Linked DNA regions of Mus musculus: region 1 is linked to region 2. A link is a contact called in public HiChIP or PLAC-seq data. All regions are on one chromosome and are shown on one strand. Each heading gives the region's core, a stretch centred on a gene start, on an enhancer-like site or on the middle of the called end of the contact. The rest is flanking DNA. Distances are from core to core; before and after follow the strand shown. Region 1 overlaps Mttp (microsomal triglyceride transfer protein). Region 2 has its middle 5.1 kb from the start of Lamtor3.

The links. HiChIP or PLAC-seq counts read pairs in DNA pulled down with a chosen protein or histone mark.
Region 1: a contact with region 2 is called in an HNF4G HiChIP or PLAC-seq map of pancreatic cancer cells. The contact joins two enhancer-like sites. A contact is called at or near these places in 3 of 39 promoter capture datasets (fetal liver, liver and maxillary cranial neural crest), 6 of 115 datasets of contacts at active chromatin or transcription factors (SST interneurons, microglia, neural progenitor cells and 3 more) and 1 of 9 other capture datasets (adipose tissue).

Annotation. Positions count from the first base shown.
Region 1 is chr3:138,099,838-138,106,716 of GRCm38.p6, forward strand. Mttp (microsomal triglyceride transfer protein) reads right to left here. Exons shown (of 18, transcript NM_008642.3): 13 at 5,106-5,203; 14 at 4,830-4,951; 15 at 3,250-3,477. Among named protein-coding and RNA genes, the nearest start is that of Gm52617, 17 kb to the left of the region's middle. Within about 2 kb of position 4,009, at least 16 of the 459 cell types and tissues checked have an H3K27ac peak or open chromatin away from gene starts, as enhancers often do. A contact at or near this core is called in pancreatic cancer cells, where this site is marked.
Region 2 is chr3:137,910,456-137,916,432 of GRCm38.p6, forward strand. It overlaps a transcript of Dnajb14 not described here. Among named protein-coding and RNA genes, the nearest start is that of Lamtor3, 5.1 kb to the right of the region's middle. Within about 2 kb of position 2,841, at least 7 of the 459 cell types and tissues checked have an H3K27ac peak or open chromatin away from gene starts, as enhancers often do. A contact at or near this core is called in pancreatic cancer cells, where this site is marked.

The sequences.
Region 1 (6,879 bases), core at 2,759-5,258, 190 kb after region 2:
GTCTCTTGTGAGACTATGCCGGGGCCTAGCAAACACAGAAGTGGATGCTCACAGTCAGCTAATGGATGGATCACAGGGCTCCCAATGGAGGAGCTAGAGAAAGTAGCCAAGGAGCTAAAGGGATCTGCAACCCTATAGGTGGAACAACAATATGAACTAACCAGTACCCCGGAGCTCTTGACTCTAGCTGCATATGTATCAAAAGATGGCCTAGTTGGCCATCACTGGAAAGAGAGGCCCATTGGACACGCAAACTTTATATGCCCCAGTACAGGGGAACACGCCAGGGCCAAAAAGGGGGAGTGGGTGGGTAGGGGAGTGGGGGTGGGTGGGTATGGGGGACTTTTAGTATAGCATTGGAAATGTAAATGAGCTAAATACTTAATAAAAATGGAAAAAAAAAGGAAAAAAAAAGAGTTCTGTTTTGAGGGGTTAAGGGGCTATTATGCTTTAAGTGTGTGTGTGTCTCTGTGTGTGTGTGTGTGTGTGTGTGTTTGTGTGTGTGTGTGTGTGTGTGTGTGTGTGTGTGTGTTGAGACGGGATCTCATTATAAAGAACTGGCTTTTCTAGAACTATATAGGCCAGGCTGCCTTTGACCTACAGTGATCCTCCTGTCTCTGCCTTGTAGATGCTGGGATTAAAAGCCATGCTAGAACCAGAGACTGGTATCCATTCTAATCAGGGCCAGCCCCCGCCACCTTCCACCTGAACCCGCGGAGGCTGACAAGAACCCCAGAGGACTCTCCACACTGCGGGACCTCAGAATCACCTCAGGATCATGGATGAGCAGAGTGCAACATCAGCTCCAAAGAATCGAGAGGGGATAGCAAAAACTCTTCTCAAGGATAAAAGAACCTCTGGTGGAATCACCATGCTTGACCTAAAGCTTTACTACAGAGCAATTGGGATAAAAACTGCATGGTGCTGGTACAGCGACAGATAGGTAGATCAATGGAATAGAATTGAAGACCCAGAAATGAACCCACACACCTATGGTCACTTGATCTTTGACAAGGGGGCAAAAACCATCCAGTGGAAAAAAAGACAACATTTTCAACGAATGGTGCTAGCACAACTGACAGTTATCATGTAGAGCAATGCAAATAGATCCATTCTTATCTCTTTGTACAAAGCTCAAGTCTAAGTGGATCAAAGACCTCCACATAAAACCAGAGACAATGAAATTTATAGAGAAGAAAGTGGGGAAAAGCCTCAAAGATATGGGCACAGAGGGAAAATGCCTAAACAGAACAGCAATGGCTTGTGCTGTAAGATCAAGAATTGACAAATGGGACCTCATAAAATTGCAAAGCTTCTGTAAGGCAAAACATACTGTCAATAAGACAAAAAGGCCACCAACAAAGTGGGAAAGGATTTTTACCAATTCTAAATCTGATAGGGGACTAATATCCAATATATACAAAGAACTCAAGAAGGTGGACTCCAGAAATACTGAGGAATACTGAAGGGCTGAGGAGCACCTGAAAAAATGTTCAGCATCCTTAAACATCAGGGAAATGCAAATCAAAACAACCCTGAGATTCCACCGCACACTACTCAGAATGGCTAAGATTAAAACTTCAGGTGACAGCAGATGCTGGCGAGGATGTGGAGAAAGAAGAACACTCCTCCATTGTTGATGGGATTGCAAGCTTGTACAACCATTCTGAAAATCAGTCTGGCAGTTCCTCAGAAAATTGGACATAGTACTACCGGAGGATCCCACAATACCTCTCCTGGGCATATATCCAGAAGATGTCCCAACCAGTAAGAAGGACACATGCACAATTTGCAAAACACATGAAACTGAAGAAGAACAAAGACCAAAGTGTGGACACTTTGCCCCTTCTTAGAATTGGAAACAATCACCCATGGAAGGAGTTACAGAGACAAAGTTTGGAGCTGAGACAAAAGGATGGACCTTCAAGAGACTGCCATATCCAGGGATCCATCCCATAATTAGCCTCCAAATGATGACACCATTGCATACACTAGCAAGCATTTGGTGCAAGGACAGTGATAGAGCTGTCTCTTTTGAGAGTAGACCGGGGCCTAACAAACACAGAAGTGGATGCTCACAGTCAACTATTGGATGGATCACAGGGCCCCCAATGGAGGAGCTAGAGAAAGTACCCAAGGAGCTAAAGAGATCTGAAACCCTGTAGGTGCAACATTAAAAAAAAAAAAAAAAAGAAAAAAATCTAAGTATCAAGCACTCAATCTCGAGGGCTCTTCAGACAGAATAAGCCTCTCTGACTCCCAGAAAATCCAGCTGGACGAGTCACCTACAGCCCACAGCATCTTACAAGTCATCTACAGCCCACAGCATCTTAGACACAGAAACCGTTCCACATAAGAACTATTGTAGGACTTAGCACCAAGGAGCTCTGGAAAAATAATCCTGAAGAACAAGGTCAAGGAAATGAAAGTCTGTGTGTTCTCTCTGAATGAGCAAGCTTCTCTAAGAGCCTACGGCCATGACACAAAGACTGGTGTCAACCGGGTATTCAGGCCCTCACTTGTTTGACATCGTCAACATGATGCGCCACACTGGTTTTCATAATCATTGTCATCACAAATGATGCCAGGTAGCTCATGTCCTGCATTCCGGGTAAAAAAAGACAAGACACCTCGGTCTCCCCAGTGCAGGAAAACTGTGTTTGCAGGTAATACGAGCTCGGCTCTGTTGCATTGCAGGCGTTCTTTACTAAGCAGCTAATAACAGAGAAGGCAAATGGTGCTTACCTATAGCAAAGGGGAGAGGGCAGCAATAGCAAGAGGACCAAAGGCGTAGGGAATGAGCTCGAGGAGCCGCAAAGCTTTAACTTGTATTTTCTAGACATGCTTACAATTTACAAGCTGGGTAAAACGTCTGCTGTACAAGCAGGAGGCCTGATTCCAGTCCCCATCACTCACATAAAACCAAGGCACCCGAGTGCACAGCTGTGGTCCCAGTGCTGGGAGGCAGAGACGGGAGAATTCCTGGGACTTGCTGTCCAGCCATCATAGCTTAACTGAGCATGCTCTAGAGTCACTGAGAGACTGTCTCGAAAAATAAGCTGGAAAGCAATTGTGGAAGACTTCCAAGGTTGACCACTGGCTTCTACATGTTCTAACATAACAGTGCAAGGGCTGCTTACTGTGCTCCAACATGTACACATGCGAGTGAGCACACAAACACACACACACACAAAATGTGTGTGCTGGAACTCAGTAAGTATTTGCAGGCTGAGAAAGGTAGAGAATTACCTGAGAATGGTCTATTAACAGAATAAGCCCTTTCACCACGCTGACAGGGTCGCCGGATGCCGACAGCATTTTGGACATCAAATCACTGTATCCATTAAAAAATGTGACAGGCCTAAGCTGAACATCAAACAGGATGGCTGACATGCCAGCATAAGAGTCAAGGTTCTCCTCTCCTTCATCAGGAGTGGCTGCAATTAAGCCTTCCAGCCCTTGGGCTTCAATCACCACCTAGGGGAGAAAAGGACACACGGTTGATGGTCACAGATCCCCTGCTCCGTGGGTGATGGAGAGGTCTCTGAGCTACAGATAAACCTTTTTCAGGACCAAAACCTCAAGTAACTTCTGCAACTAGGCAAGAATGAAAACTAAACCTCTATGTCTAACATAATGGAGATGAATTTTCTCCATGTACTCTTCGCAATTACCCTTGAATGTGTGGAAGATTTTATTCATTTAGTAGACAGAAGCGAGGACAGGTGAATATTCACTTAGCTAGTATGTGGCAGAAGTGGGGCTTTGAGTCCTTGCTATGCGACTACAAAGACCGCAGGCCTCTCTTGGAGGGCATCACCGGTGGTGCTCAGTTACTTTCCCCACGCTGTCTCAAGCAATGGGCCTGCCATCTTCACGAGCATCTGACAGGAGATGGAGAGGCATGGGCACTCCACCCAGTCAGCTGTGCTCAGAGAGCACATTCACGCCTCTCCATGTCAAACTTTCATCCCTCACCACAAAAATGATGCCACACTATGAGGAAGTTCATGCCCAGATGACTAGCCCATAAGGAATTTTGCTTATTTTCCATCCTGCATAGCCAGGCTCTAACCACTGTGTGCTTGGCATTTCTGAGGGCACATGAGACAGCAGGTGGAAATGCCTTGGCATGGCAGGTATGGGATTCTGACCGTGGTGCTATCGAATGGGAAGATGAGTTCATATTGATGAGCACCCAAGTTTCCATAACAATGGATCATGTTGAGGCTTGAATAACTTCAATTAGAATGTTATAATCTGATATTCATAACACCAAAGTGATGGTATGGTTGACAGTAAAGATAAACCGTCATTTCGTTTAGGACTAAAATTCAACCAGTTCTCAACTGCTAATAATACTTGATTCTTTTCTTTCCTAGTGGTATTGGAGAAATATACGCTAATTCTTTTGTCTTTTTTGTACATTGAAATTTCTTGTCGGTGCAATCAGTCTCTGTAGAGATAAGCAAAAAAGGGCAAACACAGCATAAATGTAAATACTTGGGGATATCGAAGTGATGTAGCCCTGAATGAAAGTCTAACTAGCAGATTCTGGTACAGCTTCAATTGTGTGTGTGTGTGTGTGTGTGTGTGTGTGTGTGTGTGTGTGTGTGTGTGTGTACTACAGAATATATATCTGTACCTGTATCTGTAGCTGTATCTATCTATCTATCTATCTATCTATCTATCTACATCTACATATATATATGTATATATATATATATACCACCATTAACTTACAAACTAATTTGTACGCTATAAAATATATGCTATAATGCTGCACTCAGACAGGTTTCTTTCATTAGTAACTCTTGGGCGTGCGGTACCTGACTACCATGAAGCTCTGCCTTCCCGATGTACTGGAAGATGTTCAGGTTACTTCTCCTCAGAATGCCAGAGCCAGAGTAAAGGATGTCAAGGCTGTATGTGGACGCTGCACGGGGGCTACCTAATGACAAAAGAACCACGAACTCAGTCACAGTCCCAGCGACGAAAGGACACGGGGGCGGGAAAGCAGGGGTCCTCGGGGGTGGAACTCAGTCACAGCTCCAGCAATGTCGATGAAAGGGGGTGCAGGGGGGAGCTCCTCAGGGGTCACCTACGTTCTACGTAGCCAGTATAGGCAGAAGAGGATCCACTCTTGGAGAAACGGTCATAATTGTGAACAGCCATCTCCTTGAGAACTCGACGGATCATTTTGCTGCAACACAGAAGAGAAGGCTTTTCATTCACCATAATGTCTGTTTCCCAGATCAAATCGGGAATGCAACCAAATCCCCGGTGTTTAAAAAAAAAAAAAAGTCCTCATGCCACTGTGAGACCCAAGGACGTGCTGGCTGGGCACCAGTGGCAGGGTGAGGGCTCACCCCTTCATTCCTCAAATAGCTGACATTTATAGAGCATAAGAATGCCCAGCCAAGGGACGACTTCAGCTGACAGGTGGACACTTAGGGAGCAGAAAACTCATGTTTTTTGAATCATCATGGTTGTAATGTGAAATTGTATATAAATTTAAGAAAGCCGTGCCAAACAGGAGGCCTGCATTTTTTTCTTCTTCTTCTTTGCCTTCTAAAATCATCATTGGCACACAACACAAAAGCACTAACTTCTAGGATTGCTATTTATGTATTTTCCACCACAGAAAAAGCCCAATAGGGCCCACAAGAGAACAAACTAAATGTCTCCTCCAAACCTTTATCTCTTCCTTCATGCCCGTGTCACGTTTATGGAATTAGCATTGAGATCCTCTCACTTCTCATGAGCTCACACTAATCTGTCAGTAATGGTACAACTACCACATTTCAAACCCCCCAACTAGTCAACTAGAGTAAACCAGGCCTAGCTCTGAGGCAGAAGCATTTTGTAAGGAAGAAATGGCTCTTTATTAATAATCTCCCTACCCATCAATATTACCAGGTCACTGGATTTTTAGCTTAGAAGAGAAAAGATGATGTTCTCAGATATCCGAGGGTTTCACGTGGATGAACATTATAGACACATTCTGCTTCGTTCCAAATACAAACCCAGAGCCAGGGAGAAGGTACAATAGGACAGAACACAATAATGAAGTCCTGAATGGTGGCACAGATTCACTTAGTGGCAGTGAGCTTCCTGTCATCATAGAGAGTCAGTGGGGTCTGGTGCCACTTGCCAGGAAACAAAACTAAGACAGACAAACAAACAAGCAAAACGGCCCCACATGGAAAGAGATACACACCAAGCAAGGGTGGGCCTTAATTTGCCCTCCTGTTGTAAGGGTTTTGTTTCTGAGAACCTGGTATAAGTGGTTACAGGGGCTTCTTTCCGTTTGCCAGGCTGCTGTCTGTCCCACTCCCTCCTCTTTCCTGTCCTCACATGACTAGGCTCACGAATCAGAGGCACTGGCTACACCTGAGGCCTCCTCTCAGAAGTCCTGAATAACAACGGAGAAACAGAAGAATCCGATTCACAAGGCCAACATGTCCCGGATTCCTTCCTGCTCCTGACAGACACCTCTGCTCTGACTGTCTGTCCTGCTCCTGACACCTGTGCTCTGACTGTCTGTCCTGCTCCTGACACCTCTGTTCTGACTGTCTGTCCTGCTCCTGACACCTCTGCTCTGACTGTCTGTCCTGCTCCTGACACCTCTGCTCTGACTGTCTGTCCTGCTCCTGACACCTCTGCTCTGACTGTCCGGTTCCTCCCTTGAGGGGAGATGCCTAAGGAGTGGGTGACATTCAGAGTGAATGTGGAAGGCAGCTTTTGGGAGATGGGATGAAGTGTGTTTAGGGAGAATGACTGAGCACAGTGAAGTCAGCCGGTGCAGCTCTTCATAGCCTGGCTCCTAAACTGGGCCTGGCTCCTAAACTGGGCCGTGACTAAGATTTGCAAATTCAG
Region 2 (5,977 bases), core at 1,591-4,090:
ACTCCCTAAAGTAGAATCTTGAGAGGAATAACTTCAAAGGACCACGTTCCACAGCAGGGACTTCCTTCCTCTCCACGGTGTCTGTCACTTTTGGCTGCCTCTAGCACAGGTTCTGTTGTGTGCTTTCACAAGGGTGGAGGGCTCGATGTAAAATCACTGCTCTTTGCTTAGAATAAACCTGCGGCTGAGTTTCACATTAGCGTCACGCTCACAGGTCCGGGGCACTCCTGGCCTCATTCTCAGAGCCTTCTGATCTGTTGTGCTTCCTTCAGCAAACTTCCTGTCTAACCGTTAGCCTAAAGCAGTGCTGCTTAGTCCATGTAAATGGTTTTCCTAAGGTTGCGTGCCTCTGAACACAGCTCGTTGTGGTTTTCAACTCTGTCATTAGAATCTCCTCCCTCAACTGTCATTTCACTGTCCACTTTGCAGATTTCTGAATCCCATCAAGCCAGTATTCTTCTTTTGATTTGTTTGTATCTTCGTCACCTGCTGATCATGTTCCCTGGTACAAGATGATGAGGCTTGGAGCTTCTCCTAGTATCCTCTGGTCCTCCAGGAGACCGACATGCTGCTTCTATGGTGGTTTTAGTGTGTGCTCATGGTATCTTTGTTGTCATCATTGTTTTAATATTGAGTCCAGGGTCTCACTGTGTAGCTCTGGCTGGCTCCAACTCTCAATGGAGACCTGGCTGGCCTGGATCTCACAGCGATTGGCTTGCCCTCCATCCTACCCCGACTCCCCACCCCCACCCATGCTGGGTTTATTGGCTCCCACACCTGGTAATACTATTTTCATTCATAGGAACACATAAGTTTCTATTTGCCATTCAGATCGTGGATCTCATGTTTAACCTACCCATTGAAATACGTATTTCTAATTCTCTAGTTTTTAAGGGTCTGTGGCAACTAAATTCTCCAGTTTCTTGCTCACCTAAGTCCTTTGCTCTTCTTCTCAAGAAGAGCTTCTCAAGTCCAGTGCACTTCATTTAGGTCTTGGTTTTTCAACTGTAGGTGTAAAGAATGCTGCTTTGTACAGTCTGCTTCAACTCGGCAACTCTCCATGGTTTCCCTTCATCCGCAGCCGGGATGGCTGGGGTCCTCTCCACTGGCTTAGCTCTTCCTCTTGCTCTTTGAGCATGGCCTTTAACCCAGGTCATTTAACCTCAAGGTTCTGCGATTCAGTTGCTCAGCCATTCCTGCAATTCTTGCAACTGTTCGAAATGGTTTTATTTTATTTATTCTTATGTTTGTAGTGCGTGCGTGCGTGTGTGTGTGTGTGTGTGTGTGTGTGTGTGTGCGTGTGCGCGCGCGCGCGCGCGTGCATGTGCCATGAAGCACATGTAGAGGTCAGAGAACACCTTGCAGGCATTAGTTCTCTTTTTATACCTTGTTCAGTTCTGTGGATTGAACTCAAGTTGTCAGACTTACGCAGGAAGTGTTTTACCACTGAGCCATCTCACCACCCCGCAGATTGCTGTGTGGCTTCTAACTTCAGACAGACTTTTGCTCTTCACTATAAAAATATAGCTCTTTCTCCCTGGTGACTACGTGCCATTTTTTTCATTTTCTTCTCTTCTATTTTTAAATGTGTTTTATTAGCACACATTAATTATATAGGGCAGTGGGTTTCATCGTGACATTTTCATACGCGCATATAATACATTTTGTCATCTTCACCCCTGTGACGCTTTCCTGTTCCCCTCCTACTTCACTCGTTCGCTTCCTCTTCCCAGTCCGTCCCTCTTCTCTTTTCAAGTCTTCTTGTTGTAGTTGAGGGTGATGGTGATGATGATATTGTTGTTGATGATGATGATAGTGGTGGTGATGATGATGATAACCCAAAGACTTTTTACTATGGTTGAATGTAGGGACATAGGTCAGGGTTATTTACAGGAACATAGGCACCAGTGCCTGCAACCCTGAAGAAAGTGTATCTCCTCTCATCAACCACTAACTGCCATAGATCATCAGGGAGGGCTGGGGGAGAGGGCTCATGAGCCCCTTCCCGTTCAGGGCAGGATGTGGACAGGCTCCATCTTATAGAGACCTTGTGCAGAGTCACAAAGGCTGATGACTGTGGCATGGCCAGGAAACAGTGTTCCACAGACACTTCACTCTTCTTACATCATTTACCCCCACTGTTCCATAATGTTCTTAGATCCTTGAAGTGGGTACTGTTAGAAGTCCCACTTAGACTGAGCACTTAGTGGTCATGTCTTCTTACTATGACTGTTTTAAGCTCTAGTTACTTCTGCCCACTTAAAAGAAGGAGGAGGAGGAGTTTCTTTGACAAAAGCTGACTGTAGCATTCACCTATGGGCCCAAAACATAACAGGCAGTTTGTTGTCTTTTTATTTTAATGGAGATTTGAAGTTGCAAAGTTCTGTCTCCTCTTCAATGTGGCCTGTGGCCCCCACGGTTTACATTTGATAGTGTTGATGTGCACTGGCCTCATTTCCCACTTTCCCTCTTTTCCTTCAAGTAGTTCGCTGTGTCTGTTTTTAATTTCTATTTGCCTTTCGTTCATTGAATTGAACAATATAGAAGCTTATTGAATTTTTTGTGTCATCCTTGTACATGGGTCATGCTAATCTCTGTACTGTTTTGTCAGTACGGGTTGTAAACATGAGCACATGTCAGAAGATGTGAGATATTTCTTGAGCCTGTAGAATAAGTCACTTTAAAATGTAGCACTCTAATGAACTGTGAAGGCTCTTAGCTGTCAGAAAACGTGTAGAAATTGTTGGTGTACTTTTCCAGTTTTAGTGGGATAGAGAGGGTGGGTCAGGTTATCAGGTTGAGAGAAGTTAGCACAGCATGAAGTCACACAGGACTTTGTACAGTATTAAGCTTGAGGTTTGTTGCTGCACCCATCATGTTTATACCATGTGTGGGTTAGAGTAAACAGTACTTGGGAGTAGCCATGAGAGATGTTGGCTGAGTGCAGGATCTTAAACTACATAGAAATTTCGTCAGTAATCACTGAGTCCTTTGTGCTTCCTGTCTTGTGGAAAGGACCAGTTATATCTTTGAATTTAATTTTATGTGTATTTATGTGGCTGGAGCCGAAAGATTGTTGTACTTGCTGGTTATTCTTATAATAAAAATCCTAATATCTTCCTGTCTTATTTTTAGCTACATGGAGTTTCGTGATTTCCTTCGACCACTTTTATCTTTACCCAGTAGCTCTTTTCCTTTGCATATTAATTAAGTTTATATTTTTTTCTTTTGTAAGTTTGGAAACAGTAGGTATACTTACTAGTAATTTTATCTCTTTATACATAAACACAACACACGCGTGTACACACACAGAGGAAGGAATGGAAATAGCACATCATCTCCTTTCATTTCCCTTCTTCCTGAATGCACTGGTATTAGTTATCTAGTCATCTCTAAGTCATTTTTTTTAAACCAGATAGGTTAATAGAATGCTGAGAAATCTCAGGTTTTTAATCTAACAAATGAAAATAACATTTGAGACCTGCTTCCATTCCATAATCATGTTTAATAATTGGTCAGAAAATTGAAGGTATTAGAGGTGTGTGTGTGTGTGTGTGTGTGTGTGTGTGTGTGTATACCAGTGCATTAAAATACTGTTTTGTGGGCTGGTGAGATGGCTCAGTGGGTAAGAGCACCCGACTGCTCTTCCGAAGGTCCAGAGTTCAAATCCCAGCAACCACATGGTGGCTCACAACCATCTGTAACGAGATCTGATTCCCTCTTCTGGAGTGTCTGAAGACAGCTACAATGTACTTACATATAATAAATAAATAAATCTTTAAAAAAAAAAAAATACTGTTTTGTGTCAGGTCAGGTCTTCACAAGAACAGGAATGTGGAATGCAGCCCTTAACTTCAAATGCACTTTTATGCTTAATTTTTCTTGGTGTTAAACCTTTTACACTGATATGTAAAATAAAAAGGAAATCTTTATCAATAATATTAGAAATACAAGTACTTAAAACATGATATGGTTGTTACTGTATTTTCAGATACTTCATTAAAAATTAAATAAACAGGGCTGGTGAGATGGCTCAGTGGGTAAGAGCACCCGACTGCTCTTCCGAAGGTCCAAAGTTCAAATCCCAGCAACCACATGGTGGCTCACAACCACCCGTAATGAGATCTGATGCCCTCTTCTGGAGTGTCTGAAGACAGCTACAGTGTACTTACATATAATAAATAAATAAATCTTTAAAAAAAAAAAAAAAAAAAAAAAAAAAAAGAAAAGAAAAGCAGCTCAACTGGAAATATTGAAAAAAAAAAAAAAAATTAAATAAACAGCTCCCACTTTTTAAGCAGTGAAATGTTTCTTGGTTGACCAGAAAGCCAAATGAGCCATCATCTCAATTATCCAAGTATTTAAACAAAGGACAACATGGTTAAAGAGGAATGAATGTCTTTATTTAGCTTCTCCACACAAAGCTTGGTTTTAGTTCTGGATATTTTGCTATCCATCTTTCTATTGAGTGAAGAAAACTGAGAGGAAACCCAGAGCACTTTTTATTATTTATATAGAAAAAATGTATGAAAATGAGCAGCCTGAATTTTAATCATGGAATAGTTACAACCCCCTTTCTAGTAGCCATATCAGAATAGTTAAAAATCCTTACAATTCTCTGTAAACCATTGAAAGTAAAAGAATAACCAGACAACAACCTCCACATTCCCACCTCTCCCATCCAGGTATCCATGGCAAATATCAGTCAGGCATGGCAGCTCATACATGTAGTCCCAACACGCGGGAGACCAAGGGAGGCAGACACATGGATTTGAGGCTAGCTGGGGTACCTTGTAAGACTCTGTCTCAAAGACAATAAAAAATAAAAACAAAAAATAAATAGACCCAGGTGATTCAAGCAATTTTTTTTCAAACCTTTAATAATCTGTAGGCACCACAGTCCTAAATCCAGGCTCCCCCTATGGTTTCATTTCAATAAGACAGACACTTTCCTATAAATGGAAACATTATTTTCCTCAAGGCAATTATTCAAACATGCTCCTTATATTAAGGATTCTGTAACCACACTTTTGTAAATGCCCTCTGTGTAACTTTTTCCTATTACGCAGTTCTTTTTCATTTGATCTTCTGCTGGTGTAGGGGCCAATAGACTTGTGAATATTCTCTGGATGTGTCCATGTCTAAGTGTATATATATATATATCAATGTATATATTTTTTTCCAGCTAATACCTCAGATGTGTGATTGTTTAATAAGTACCATACTGTTTGCACAGAGCAGGGCTTCCATTGGTGGGCTCTTACTTTAAAAATTGACCTTCAGTCAGTAGAATCTCATCAGGGTGAAATGTTTTCAGTTGCTCTCCATGGTTTAGTGCAGATTCTTACCACAAGGCCCTGTGTCATGTAAAACTGTATTTCTCTGAGCCTCATTCAGAAGTGGCTCTTGGAATGACCTGGTGTAGTAAGTTCTTAAAACTCGGGGTGACTGGTTATCGAGCTGTCCAGTAACCGCATAGAGGCGACGAACACCTGATACAAGTGCTGGCAAGTCTCGCTGGTTTCTCTGTATGGTTATGCAGTACTGTAACATAGGAAGGCACTTTTGAGTGACACTGTAGCGCTTTCATCAGTACCTTCCGAATGAATTGTTTGTGACATGGGTGTCTACAGTAAGACAGAAACAATTGGTGTCTGTAATTTATTTGCATTAAAAAGTGCTTCATATTTGCTTTACTTCTGGTCTTTGGATTGCTATGTGAGACTTTCCATTTAAAGTTTTAGGGTGTTTTTTGTTTGTTTGTTTGTTTGTTTGTTTTTAAGCTGCAGGTAATTTCCACGGTGTGATATGGGTTTTCAGGTCTGGTGAGGTGTTCATGGAAGCCTGTGTACTTAGAATGAAGTGCTGCTGGTGAAGGAGAGCTCCCTCGTGCATTCAAGACCTCAGAATTAGGTTTAAAAATGAAAGGTCTGATTTGTAAAAATGTAATGTTATATCAGACTTATATAAGGTTTCA